Linked DNA regions of Zea mays: regions 2 and 3 are each linked to region 1. The links are chromatin contacts, called in public Hi-C maps. All regions are on one chromosome and are shown on one strand. Each heading gives the region's core, a stretch centred on a gene start, on an enhancer-like site or on the middle of the called end of the contact. The rest is flanking DNA. Distances are from core to core; before and after follow the strand shown. Region 1 holds the start of LOC542038 (MADS24). Region 2 holds the start of LOC100284570. Region 3 holds the start of LOC542041 (m4 protein).

What was found. Hi-C and Micro-C count contacts between places; a contact is called where the count stands out from the background.
Region 2: a Hi-C map of tassel shows a contact between it and region 1, with 2.0 times the contacts expected there. The contact joins the promoter of LOC100284570 here to the promoter of LOC542038 in region 1. A contact is called at or near these places in 5 of 25 Hi-C or Micro-C datasets (ear, leaf, tassel and 1 more).
Region 3: a Hi-C map of leaf shows a contact between it and region 1, with 3 times the contacts expected there. The contact joins the promoter of LOC542041 here to the promoter of LOC542038 in region 1. A contact is called at or near these places in 9 of 25 Hi-C or Micro-C datasets (ear, endosperm, leaf and 3 more).

The regions. Positions count from the first base shown.
Region 1 is chr1:284,024,295-284,028,148 of Zm-B73-REFERENCE-NAM-5.0, reverse strand. LOC542038 (MADS24) reads left to right here and starts at 2,130. Exons shown (of 8, transcript NM_001111679.2): 1 at 2,130-2,822. The coding sequence starts at 2,638.
Region 2 is chr1:284,211,404-284,215,257 of Zm-B73-REFERENCE-NAM-5.0, reverse strand. It overlaps LOC100284570, which reads right to left and starts at 2,045. Exons shown (of 6, transcript NM_001370665.1): 1 at 1,715-2,045. The coding sequence starts at 1,779.
Region 3 is chr1:283,877,442-283,881,295 of Zm-B73-REFERENCE-NAM-5.0, reverse strand. LOC542041 (m4 protein) reads left to right here and starts at 2,040. Exons shown (of 8, transcript NM_001111681.1): 1 at 2,040-2,524. The coding sequence starts at 2,340.

The DNA of each region.
Region 1 (3,854 bases), core at 881-3,380:
GGTCTTGTTCGATTATTCTTATTATACATGAATTAGATGAGATTGGAAAAAAATTAGAAGAACTTTGATTTACTTGGGATTTAAACTCACTCAATCTCACTCAATCCACGTGGATTGAGAGCTAACCGAATAAGCCCTAGTTGGATCCTCATTGCAACCATGCCATGCTCAAAATGGAAGCATCTAGGCTCTTCAACCAATTACACCCTTTAGAACACGATTTTTTTTACGTTTCCCATGTGGTTTTCATGTTTTTCCGCTAGTTTGGAAACCTCATTTTTCTAAGGGATTTTCATTTTACCAAGATTTTTTAGAAAAAATGAGGTTTCCAAACTAGACTTAAAAATAAACTAACCCCAGTGTTGTTTTCAAAGGGGCCAGCGCCCAGCGGTGGGCCGGTGGGGCGCACTGTATAACCAAAGCCACACAGCAACGTCAGGCTGCGGTCCCAGCTGTTATATCATGCACGATTCTGCTGGCTGGCTGTGGCTAGCAGTGAAGGCCCATCCAGGCCGCGCGCGAAGGACGTTGGTCACGTGAGAAGGACCGGTACATGGCCCCGCGACGTGATCACGTGACGTGCACTGTGCGCCATCGCTTGCTCAGTTGCTCTCGTATGCTACAGTGTACGTAGTTCCACCCCCACCAGCCGCTCGACATGCATGCAGCGGCAACCGCCGCGTCGCCGCGACGAGGCCACACGACTACGAAAAAAAATTTGCTGCAGCTCGACTAGGGCCAAAAAAAAAAGCTCGAGACTCGCGAGCCGGCTCAGGCTCGATCAGACTCGGCTCGGCTCGGTGAGGCTCGCGAGCCTAAACGAGCCCGAGCCGAGCCTAATTGTATGACTCGCTACACTAACGAGCTGAGCCGAGCCGGCTCGGTGAGGCTCGCGAGCCTAAACGAGCCCGAGCCGAGCCTCATTGTATGACTCGCTACACTAACGAGCCGAGCCGAGCCGGCTCGGTGAGGCTCGCGAGCCGGCTCGAGGCTCGGTCCAAACTATTGCATCTATCACCTGTCAGTTGTCAGTTTGTTTATTAGTGTCCAGTCATCTAGATCCAGTGACCAGTGTGTTGTTTTGGTCACAACTCACAAGAAACTAGAGTACAGAGACATAATTTTTTATTATATGGAACATATTGTGCTTAAAATTTGAGCTAATGACCGTAATTACTGTTGTTAAGTACTTGAGTGTACAGGCTCGCGAGCCTATATCGAGCCGAGCCAAGCTTGACTCGTTTCCAGCCCTAAGCTCGGCTGCAAACCAGGTTGTTTGTAGCCCCTCACAAAAAAATATGCCTCATCTGCAGGTCAATAACACAACTAAAACGTTATCTGTTGGACATGCAGGTAGGGTCTATCCTCCTTTTTGTGAGGGGCTGCAAACAGCCTGATTTGCAGCCGGGACTCCAACAAAATTTTTTTCCACGACTACGGCTCGGCCACGGCGCGCGCGCGTGTCAGCATGACGGCCGGAGGGACGAAACCGAGGCGGGGAAAGGACACCGGCGTTGCCGCGTCGCCCGTGGCGACCGCCCGGTCGGGTCGGTGGTGTGGTGGCGGGGTACGTACCGGTAAACAGAGGTGTGCACTACCACTACTGCACTAGCTAGCGCTGGTTCGGTTCGCACTAGCTAGTAGAGGGAATCGAAGGCTGCCCCGCGTTGCGTTGCGTGAGCGCAGGCGCTAGGCGATAGCAGCTCTCTCTCTGCTGGTGCTGGGTGGTGGAGGCGGCTTTCCGGCATTTCGCGCGGCACCACCGCGGGCTCGACACGTCCTGATTCGGGCCCTGTGCACGGCAGCGACCCGGATCTCCGCCTCGGATTCGCCGCCCCGCATCGCCCTCCTCTCGCTCTCGCTCTCGCCCGCTCTCACACGGGTTACGCGGCCGACGACCTCAACGTCTCGTCACCAGGCCAGTCTTTCGATCTCGCCGCGCGCGGCGTCATCTACCGAGTACCGATGGACCGGCCGTCTCGCCGGCAGCGCCGCGGCCATGCATCCGGTCCGGGCCCCTCCGCGGCGACGTCGATGAAGAGGGTTGTGTGTATAGGTACACTACTTGTACTCCCCACGGGGCCAGCTCCACTCGAAATGTGGCGGTATCTGTCGCCTGTCGACCTAACCTATCGTCAGTGCCCTGCGGCCGGTGGAAACGAAACCTAGGAGGAGCCTAGTGGCCACCTAGGGTGAGGAAAACTGAGGACGCGAGGCGAGAGCGAGATCCAATCTGCACCCCCCCACCAAAGAAAGATTCTTCCCCGCCGGCCTCGCTCTCTCAACATCCGTCTCGCTCCTTCCACCCTCGCTGCGCCTCAGGCAGCGAGCGAGCATATAGCAGCCCACCACCCACATGCCGCAGGGCCCTCACCCGTCGAGCCAATTGAGTGGCAGCCAGAAAAACCCAGAGCGCGAGCAGCGAGCGAGCGCGGGCTCCTGTGTGCAGTGTGTCTGCGCTAGAGGGCGAAGGGCACGGACCGCCTTCGTCAATAATTGCGGTACGAACGGGGCAAATCCGTCGTTTAAAGAGGTCGCTGATAGCGCCTGCTGGTGGCGAGAGAGAGAAAGCAGCAGAATCGCTGAGGGATCGTCGATCCGGAGAGGCAAAAAAGCCGAGAGATCAGGCAGGGCACCATGGGGCGCGGGAAGGTGGTGCTGCAGCGGATCGAGAACAAGATCAGCCGGCAGGTGACCTTCGCCAAGCGCCGGAACGGCCTGCTCAAGAAGGCGTACGAGCTCTCCATCCTCTGCGACGCCGAGGTCGCGCTCGTCCTCTTCTCCCACGCCGGCCGCCTCTACCAGTTCTCATCCTCCTCCAAGTAACCATACAAACCCTATTACACATATATTCGCTTCGCTTCGATCCGATTCCCCTCTCTCCTTTTTGTTAGCCACTAATCCTTCGTACGTGTGATTCGATCTGGGTTTTGTTTGCCCGTCCTCATCACGCTTACGTCCTTGCATAAACTCATAGGTGGCGGTGGCGCTTTAATTTGCTGTTTTCCCCCCTTATTCTTTTCTGTTCTATTGGGCAACCAGTACAGCGCGTACACAGTACTCGTATCTTCAGAAGCTAGTAGGTTGCATAGAAAGTCTACAAACGGACGGGGGGGGGGGGGGGGGGGGGGGGGTCCGGGCAAAGGCGACCAGGAGGTCGACACATGTATGCGGTCTACGGTCTACGGTCTGCGTCTCTGTGTGTGTGTCACTCAAGGGAAAAACAAGGGTTTCATTTGATGTGCACCTCATCAGTGTACCTGGCCTGCAAATGTATCAGTTCATGTCCGTGCACATATATGCATTCAACGCAGCTGTTTCAGTATCACGCAGTTCGACTAGAATATATGTGAATATGGTCTTAACATATGCACGCACTTTTCTGAGTTTTTAGTTCGGCAACTACTTCTTTTAATACAATTCTATCCAGCATACTGCATATATACTTCTCTGCACCGTGTTTTTTTAGATATAACATAACGTGATGTTTAGATAATGGGCAAACATATGTATGACATTTTTTTTGAACGGTAATATAAACTGGTATTAGCATATGCATGCACCTTTCCCGATACATTGCTTATTGCAATCATCTTTTTTTTTAAATAATCAATCACGAATATTCGTTCTAGTACTACTCTCTTCTCGCATTATATGTGGCAGTACCAAGTATTATCACATTGTTCCAAAAAAAGGTACTATTATTGCAACAATGTAATGTAAGATGTATCTGCAATTTCTACTCTGTACAAAAACAAAGAGATCTATCCTTAAACCACATCACCTACTTACATATACAACAGTTTCGTATTATAGGGGAGTTGCTCTAAAACCATACAATCAGAAGGGGGAGG
Region 2 (3,854 bases), core at 796-3,295, 190 kb before region 1:
GTAACTCCTCCACTCACTTCTCCTCATGCTCCAACTTCTGCAACACTTCATCAGTCAAAATCATACCCATATCTTCCACTGTCAGATTATGCAGTTGAGTTACCAACCTCTTGGGACATTTTGCTTGATGGCCTGGTTCAAATTTATCACCACAGATAAAACACAACCCATTTGCTCTTCTGTAGTCTCTCAACTGCCTCTCCTTGCTCAACTCAGGATACAATGTTCCTGCCCTATTATCTCCCCTTACTCCTGTAACCTGAGTTTTCAGAGCCAGCCCCTTTTGATGCTTCATTCTATTCTTCTCTGAAATCTCCTGATACACCTTGGCCAACCTCTTCGTCTTATCCACTGTCTTAGGCATCTGAGCCATGACCTGAGTTTGAATTTCAGGTTTCAGCCCCCTGATATAGTGTCACAAAGAAAGTCTCATCCAACTCAGAATTATGCAAAGTAGTGACATATCTGATATCATCAAAGGCTTGAGAGTATTCCTCCACTCCTTGTTGCTGAGTCACATTGACTAAATCTCTCATAGCTTGAGGATATTCGCCTACTCCGAACTTCTCCCTAACTGCCTGTGTAAACTGCCCCCAATCACACAATCCATGTTTCAACTTATACACCTGCAGCCACCTTGACGCATTCCCCTCATGTGCATAAAAGCCGAACTCGCCCACATTCACTCCGGCACCTAATAGACATTGAAGTAATCTACACATCGATCAAACCATATTCCTGGATCACTGCCCTGAAATTTGGGGAATGTCCACTTCGGAAATGGGCCTGTCCTACCCTCTCTTCCTCCACCCCACTGCTCCCTACGATCTCTTCCACGCTCCATTCCTCCACCCCGATCATCCCATCGAGGAGCACACATCTCTCGCTCAGAGTTTGTTTCGTTACCTTCCAAGTCCTTCGCCTGCAACTCCAGTCGCAGCTGTGCAATGGTTCTCTCGTTTTCCTCCATTTGTCGAGCCATCAGTGCTCGATCTTCCTCCGCTTTCTTCTGTCCAATCTCCATGGTTTCCATCTTCCAGTCAACCGCTCCACCGCCAGCATCATCCGCTCCCAACGCTCCTCCCTTTTTTGCTCCACGCCTGCCACTGCTTCTAGGATCAGCCACGTCTGAACGGATGGCTTCGTGGACGGCGCCGTGATGACCACCCTCCGAGGATCAACAGCTCCGATACCACTTGTGATGACCCTTGGCCACAGCGGCGGATCGCCGGGCGTGAGTTGCTTGCGGAACGACGACGACAACGCCGACGGGGACCAGGTGAGTTTGTTCAGGTATCTGTTTCTATTTTATTTCATATCCTCCTCTCAACAACTCATTACAGTATTTATAGATCTCGAATTCAACTACTAATACGGCTAATGCCCTGGATAATCCATCTATTACAGCCCAAAGAAATATTAATACGGCCCAAGCACTAATACCCGAAGAACTCAACTAATACTCCATACCTGCTGATCAATTCCACCATACTCGCCGACGCACCACCTTGGGTCATCACAGAGCATGAACAGAGATGTCAAATCCTCAAACGACAATTCCTAAACCTAGGCGATAAAGCCGATTCGGACTAGGGCGGAGGACACTGTTCAATGGTCGGAGCTAAATCTCTAGGAGACTAGGACGGACCGCGGGAAAGGGGGGAATCGGCACGAAATGGAAACCTATAAAATTACAAGACGGATAGTTGCTTACTTATCCCAGTTGATCTCCGTCTGGTGGAGCGACGGGATCTTGGCGGCCCTAGATGTTGTATCCATGGCCGCGCCGCTCAAATCCTCCCCTCCACCAATCCGCGACCCCCGAGGTGACAACCGAAGGGGGCGCCGGAGGCGTGACGTCGACTCGAATCGGCAAGAATGGCGGGCGGGCGAGCGGGCAGGCTGGCTGCGAGTGTGGTTGGCTTGCCCCCCGTTTTCTCTACCCACTTTCGTGCTCTTTTTGTCCACAACAACTCAGCAAGAACAGCGGAGAGAGCATGTGTTCCTTCCTCGCCTCTTCGGTTTTGTTGGAGGGCGTCGCCGCGTCGATGGCGTCAGCCGTCAGGACTTGGGGACGCTCCTTTCTTGGGCCCAAAGGCAAAATGAGAGAATAGTGCTTTTTCCTAACAGCGACATCGTTGTTGGGCTCGGAGGCCAAGCCCGTTTGCCTTTGCTTTATGACGAATGAACAGGTGAACTCGTTCCCTTCAGGCTTGAGTCCTTGACGCTGCAGTTTATACTGCTTCGTACTCGAATATTTGTGGTATGTTAGTTTATTTTTAAACTAATAAAATACAATAAATAAAAAATAAAGAAGGAATATAACCTTAACCAGTAAATTGTAGCTAGTATAGTGTCTGTATGTGGCTACGGTTTTTATTTATCATATATTTAAGTATAAAATATAAAACACAAAGACATGTGTGTTTGAAGCTACAACTATCATGTTAATCCTTGTTTATGTATAATTTTAGATTTTTTTATCAAGAGAAGAGAGAGGTAAACGAAAGGAGGATGATGGGAACCAATGCTTTATATAATAGAGACTAGTATAATGTCGTATTGTGTGTAAACCCTAAACAACGCATTAAGGAAGTTAGTTAGTTCTTATGTTACTTGGAAAATTATATTAAAATTTATTAAGTTGTGTTTTGTTGATGAGACATGCTAATTTAAACAAATGATATATATATATATATATATATATATATATATATATATATATATATATATATATATATATATATATATATAATGATAATAATTATTTTTATAAAATGGTGAATGCATTCATACTGAGAGACTTTTTATTTGTGCATTTGATTTGTGGCCAAAATTCATAATCAAGTTTGAATTTAAAATCTTGAAATTTGATAGGGGAATTGATTTAAATGGAAATAGGAAAACAGAAAAGAAAAAAAAGAAAGAGAATGAACCTACCTGGGCCGAAACACACCCTCTCGCCCATTACCTCACGCCATCCCCCGCGCGCCGACAGGTGGACCTGCATGGGCAGTGACTCGGTCCCTGTGGCCCTGGCACACGTGTGGTCACCATGCGCTGACGCACGGGCCCCGATGGGCAGCCCCTCGTGCAGTGTTGTGGCTGGCACATGGGACCCACCTGTCAGTTGCTCTCGCTGAGCATGTCGAATCCCTCTTTTGCTTGGACCTACCAAACCGTATCGCAGCGCGCTTGCTGGGCCTCTAGCGCGTGGGGCTGTTCGGTTAGACTACCTCTAACAGGGACCTGTAAATGGTTCTGTCCTCTAAAATATAGAGGATGCATGCAACTTTTTGTCTTCAACAAGAGACTGTAAAGAATCCTCTAAATTTTAGAGCACGCCATGCATCCGCTAGAAATAGAAGACGTACGGTTCTACTCTATACACTGTGCTTATTTATTGTGTTTGCTCGTTCACGTGCACATGACTGGTAAAAATCAATATAGAATGTGAAATATAGTACACTGTTGATATAGAGGATGAAATTTAGAGGACATTGCTGGAGATGGAGAAAATATAGAGAACCGAATCTTTTAGAGAGTATTGTAAAGGACAGAGAATATTCTTTTAGAGGACGAAATTTAGGGGACGTTGCTAGGGACAGTCTTAGGCCCCCTGTACATATTCCCCATAACAACTCAGCCGCAATGAGCGCCGCCGCCGCGCGATTCTAGCTAGCCGGGTGCAACCGACCTAGCTGGACTATAAACCTGTGCGCCTGGTATTCCTCCCCTCCTTTTTTCCTTGAGTAGACCCAATACACATCACGACGCCGAGAGAGAACAGGGAGCCAGGGTGGGGGGAATCGACCCCCGTGAGCCATCCCTGCCTCGCCATCGTTGCGGCCTCG
Region 3 (3,854 bases), core at 791-3,290, 150 kb after region 1:
CAGAAAGGGAGAAGCTCAAAAGATACGAAGGTTGACACAGCGCCGAAGCTGTGAAGCAGTAAAGCTTCGGCATGTTCGCAGAAGAGGGAACCGACTTAAAGATGAAAAGGCCATTTAGACCTCGATAGATTGCTATGGAATTATCACCAAATGTAAAGGGCATGTATGTAATTTTGTATGGGATGTACCCCGTGCCTATAAATAGGTGAACAGTACTCCCGTACTGTTCACGTTGACTTGGCATTTGCTTTTGCGTCACACTTGTATTTTCATCTCCTTCCAAGCCGAAGGTACATCTATAATTCAATATTGTCTCTATTTCTCTATGATGAGTTAATAAAGTTAGATGAATAATGTTATATGATTATTTATGCTATCTTTTATGTTTCATATGCCTCGTCTTTTACTAATGTATGCTGTATTGATGAAGGTTAGTCCTTCATGACCTTCGTCCGGAGATCGTTATATCCTAAGGGAAATAATGCTTCAAAGGACGAAGGACCTTAATGTTTAACATTTTCTGTGTTGCCTTGTTCTTAACTCATAGCATTTGAGAACAAGTCTCCAACAATATTCCTTTTTTCTATTAGAAATTAATAATTCAAAGCTAACGAACCTCTATCAAACAAGCAGTCAGGTCGCGGCCAATCACGGTCATGGGTGGATTGGGCCTGGGTGAGGTAGGCCGTAGGCCCGTAGCAGCGAACGGCTCTGATAGCACTGTTGCTGTAGACCTGTAGCCGCCGCATCGTGCTCGTGCAGCAGCAGCAGGACTGCAGGAGACACAGGTGTCCCGCATTGGCCCGTCCCCGTCGTGGCCTGGCCGCTGCCGTCGGACCGGCCCAAAAGTGGGCGGCCCCTTGCTGCGTCAGCCCGCCCCACGCGTTGTCCGCCTCTCCGGACTGCGAAAAGTGACCGAGCCGGGAAACCAGGCGACCAGTTGCTGCCCCTTCCCCGTTTTGCCCAAACATTACCCCGCAGACTTCATCACGTGCACGGCGTACGGTGCGCTTAAAAAAGCAAAATAAAAATAAAAACCCCGACGAGCCGCATACTCCAAACAATCTGATATCTTTAATGCTTGGGCACCGCTGCACGTGGCACCAGCACGGCCGTGCAAATTAATTTGAAAGCAAAACATTCCGATACAAAAAATGACAACAACGAATCTAGTTAGATCTATTTAAAACAATACCTCCATTCTCGAATATTTATCGTCCACTAGTTCAGTTTTTAACGCGCGCGACAAATAAAAAAGAACTAAGAAAGTATACTACTCCACTACCATCCTAATGCCTACTTTGAGTAATCTAGTATTGATCCTAATCCATATGTATTAAGGTGGTTTGCAGTATAACTTAAACTAATTTACATATAATCCACCTCAACACATATGGATTATGGTCAATACTAGAGTATCCAAACAAAGCTTAAGGATTGTTTGGTTTCTAACTATTTTTTAATCCATCCATTTTATTTTATTTTAGACCCTAAACTAATAAATACGATAACTAAAATAGAACCCAAACACCCATAGAGACTAAACACCCCCTAAAACAAGTCTTGTTCTCATATGTTAGAGTCAAACGTTTTTATTTTTAATAAAACATATAAAAATAACACTAATAGTTTTAATATATAAATAGAATTAATAGATGGAGCGTTGGTTTTTTTGTGTAATAAATTTATTCGAAGATACTACTGCTAATACTTTGGTCGAAAATAAATGTTATAGCGATATTCATTATAGCTACCAGTAGTCGAGTGGAGTAGATAGAAACAAAAACAGATAATAGCTGCTGCCTGCCAGCATCTTGTCGTCATTACTTCATGCCAGGCAAGGTGTGTGAGAGAAGCCGGTTTCGACCGTACGAGGAAAGACCCTGGCAGCGGGCCCTTGCGATGAGAGATGCCGTGGGGCCAGGTGGGCCCGGGCACGCCGCATCGGCCAATGCCAGTTCGACAGCGGCGGCGGGGAAACCATCCCGGTTTCGCTATACCCCCTCCCCCTCCGATCCGTCGCGGCAGCGCTCATCACCGCTTTAAATCCGCCTCCTCCCAGCGTCTCCCTCCTCCCGGCCTGTCCCCTCACCTCCCTCCCCCTATCTCTCCACCGCCGCAGCTAGCTGCGACGTCATGCACTCGCCGGCGCCACCGCCACCGCATACTATCTACAATTAGCCAGCCGTAGGCTTACCTATCCTGTGTCAAGCAAGCCTCTCGCAAGCAACAAGGAAGGAAGCTAGCTAGTTTTATAGCTGCTGTCGGCGGCGGCGGCTGAAGCGACGTGCCTGAGCTAGGATTTAGGTTGAGATCAGGAGAGGGAGAAGGCGGCGGCGATGGGGCGCGGGAAGGTGCAGCTGAAGCGGATCGAGAACAAGATCAACCGCCAGGTGACATTCTCCAAGCGCCGCTCGGGGCTACTCAAGAAGGCGCACGAGATCTCCGTGCTCTGCGACGCCGAGGTCGCGCTCATCATCTTCTCCACCAAGGGCAAGCTCTACGAGTACTCTACCGATTCATGGTACGCTCTCGGCCCCCTCCGTTGCTTACGTTTCGACACTGCCCGCTGCGTGCTGCCCCATTTCCAAGCTGTTTGAAACTATGAATTGAGGTGATGCGTAATTATCTCTGTTCGAATTTGTTGAGAATTTTTGGAATTATGGTTATTGGGTAGACAGACGTACAGCTCTGGTTATGTGTAGATGAATCGAAGAGGCGTGTAGCGTGTCCCGTTCGTGCGCGCGCTATATATATACGGGGTAATTTTATGCTCCGCTTTCGCTGGTATGGCGTTGGTACTGCTCTGTTTGGGGGAAATTTTTGCTGCCATGCTGCATGTGCTAATTGCTTGACTAACTTGACTTCTCCGCAGAACACCAATACTATACATCTCATCTCGCCCTTATTCTGCACATCTCATCTTGTACTCAGCACCCTTAATCTGCGACTGGGGAAGTGGGGATTATATGGAGAGGAGTATAGTTTCTGTAATTTGGATTTTTCTCATCCAGGCCTGGCAGCATCAGTATTATTTAGGTTGCTGCTGCCTCGTTTCTTCGCCGAAGTGCTACTTAATTTGTGTGACTATTTCTTCGTTCTTACATTTTTTCTTCTTTCTGTGCCCCTTTTCTGATTGGCGCTACTTGTGGGCGCTCCCCATGGTATGGAGATACATGGAATCGTCAACTGCCACAAGCAACTATGCTAGCTTGTCTTTACTCTTTGCTGATGACTGACGATGCTGAGTCTGAACCCTGGTAGGACACGCTCATATCGAAAGCCCATGCTGCACTTAAGTTTGTACGTAGACTTTGTTCATTTGATATTGTTATGTGCTACATATCACTGTTAGGTTGCCATGATTTTCTTGAATGAACAGATAGGCACACGCACGCGGATTCCTACTTTCTTTATTTATTAACTAAAGGGGACCTGCCTAGAAAAAATTAAATTGGATAAATTAAAAACTACTTCTAACTATGTTCTTTAATTTCTACCTAGTTAAAATTTATACAATAAATAACTTATCTAGATTCAGAACTAAAATTTAATAGGTGTGCTACCATAAACCGAAGTGCCGTCAACACTCAACAATGAAGGTAGTGTGCACAGACATCACCATCCAAAGTGGCAGATGCAGAACGACAATTCACAGGGGTCAAGAAAATCACGTGATAAAATCAAGCAAGACCCTACAGGTGTTTTATAGAATTTAAGTTTTATATCAATAGATACAAGTTCAAAGAAGAAAACTATATAAACAAAAGAAGCAAACATGTTGCTAAATTCTTGTTGTCCGAATTCAAGCCATCTATACCTTGTCGAATGTCGATCTCCTCGGGCAGGGGCAT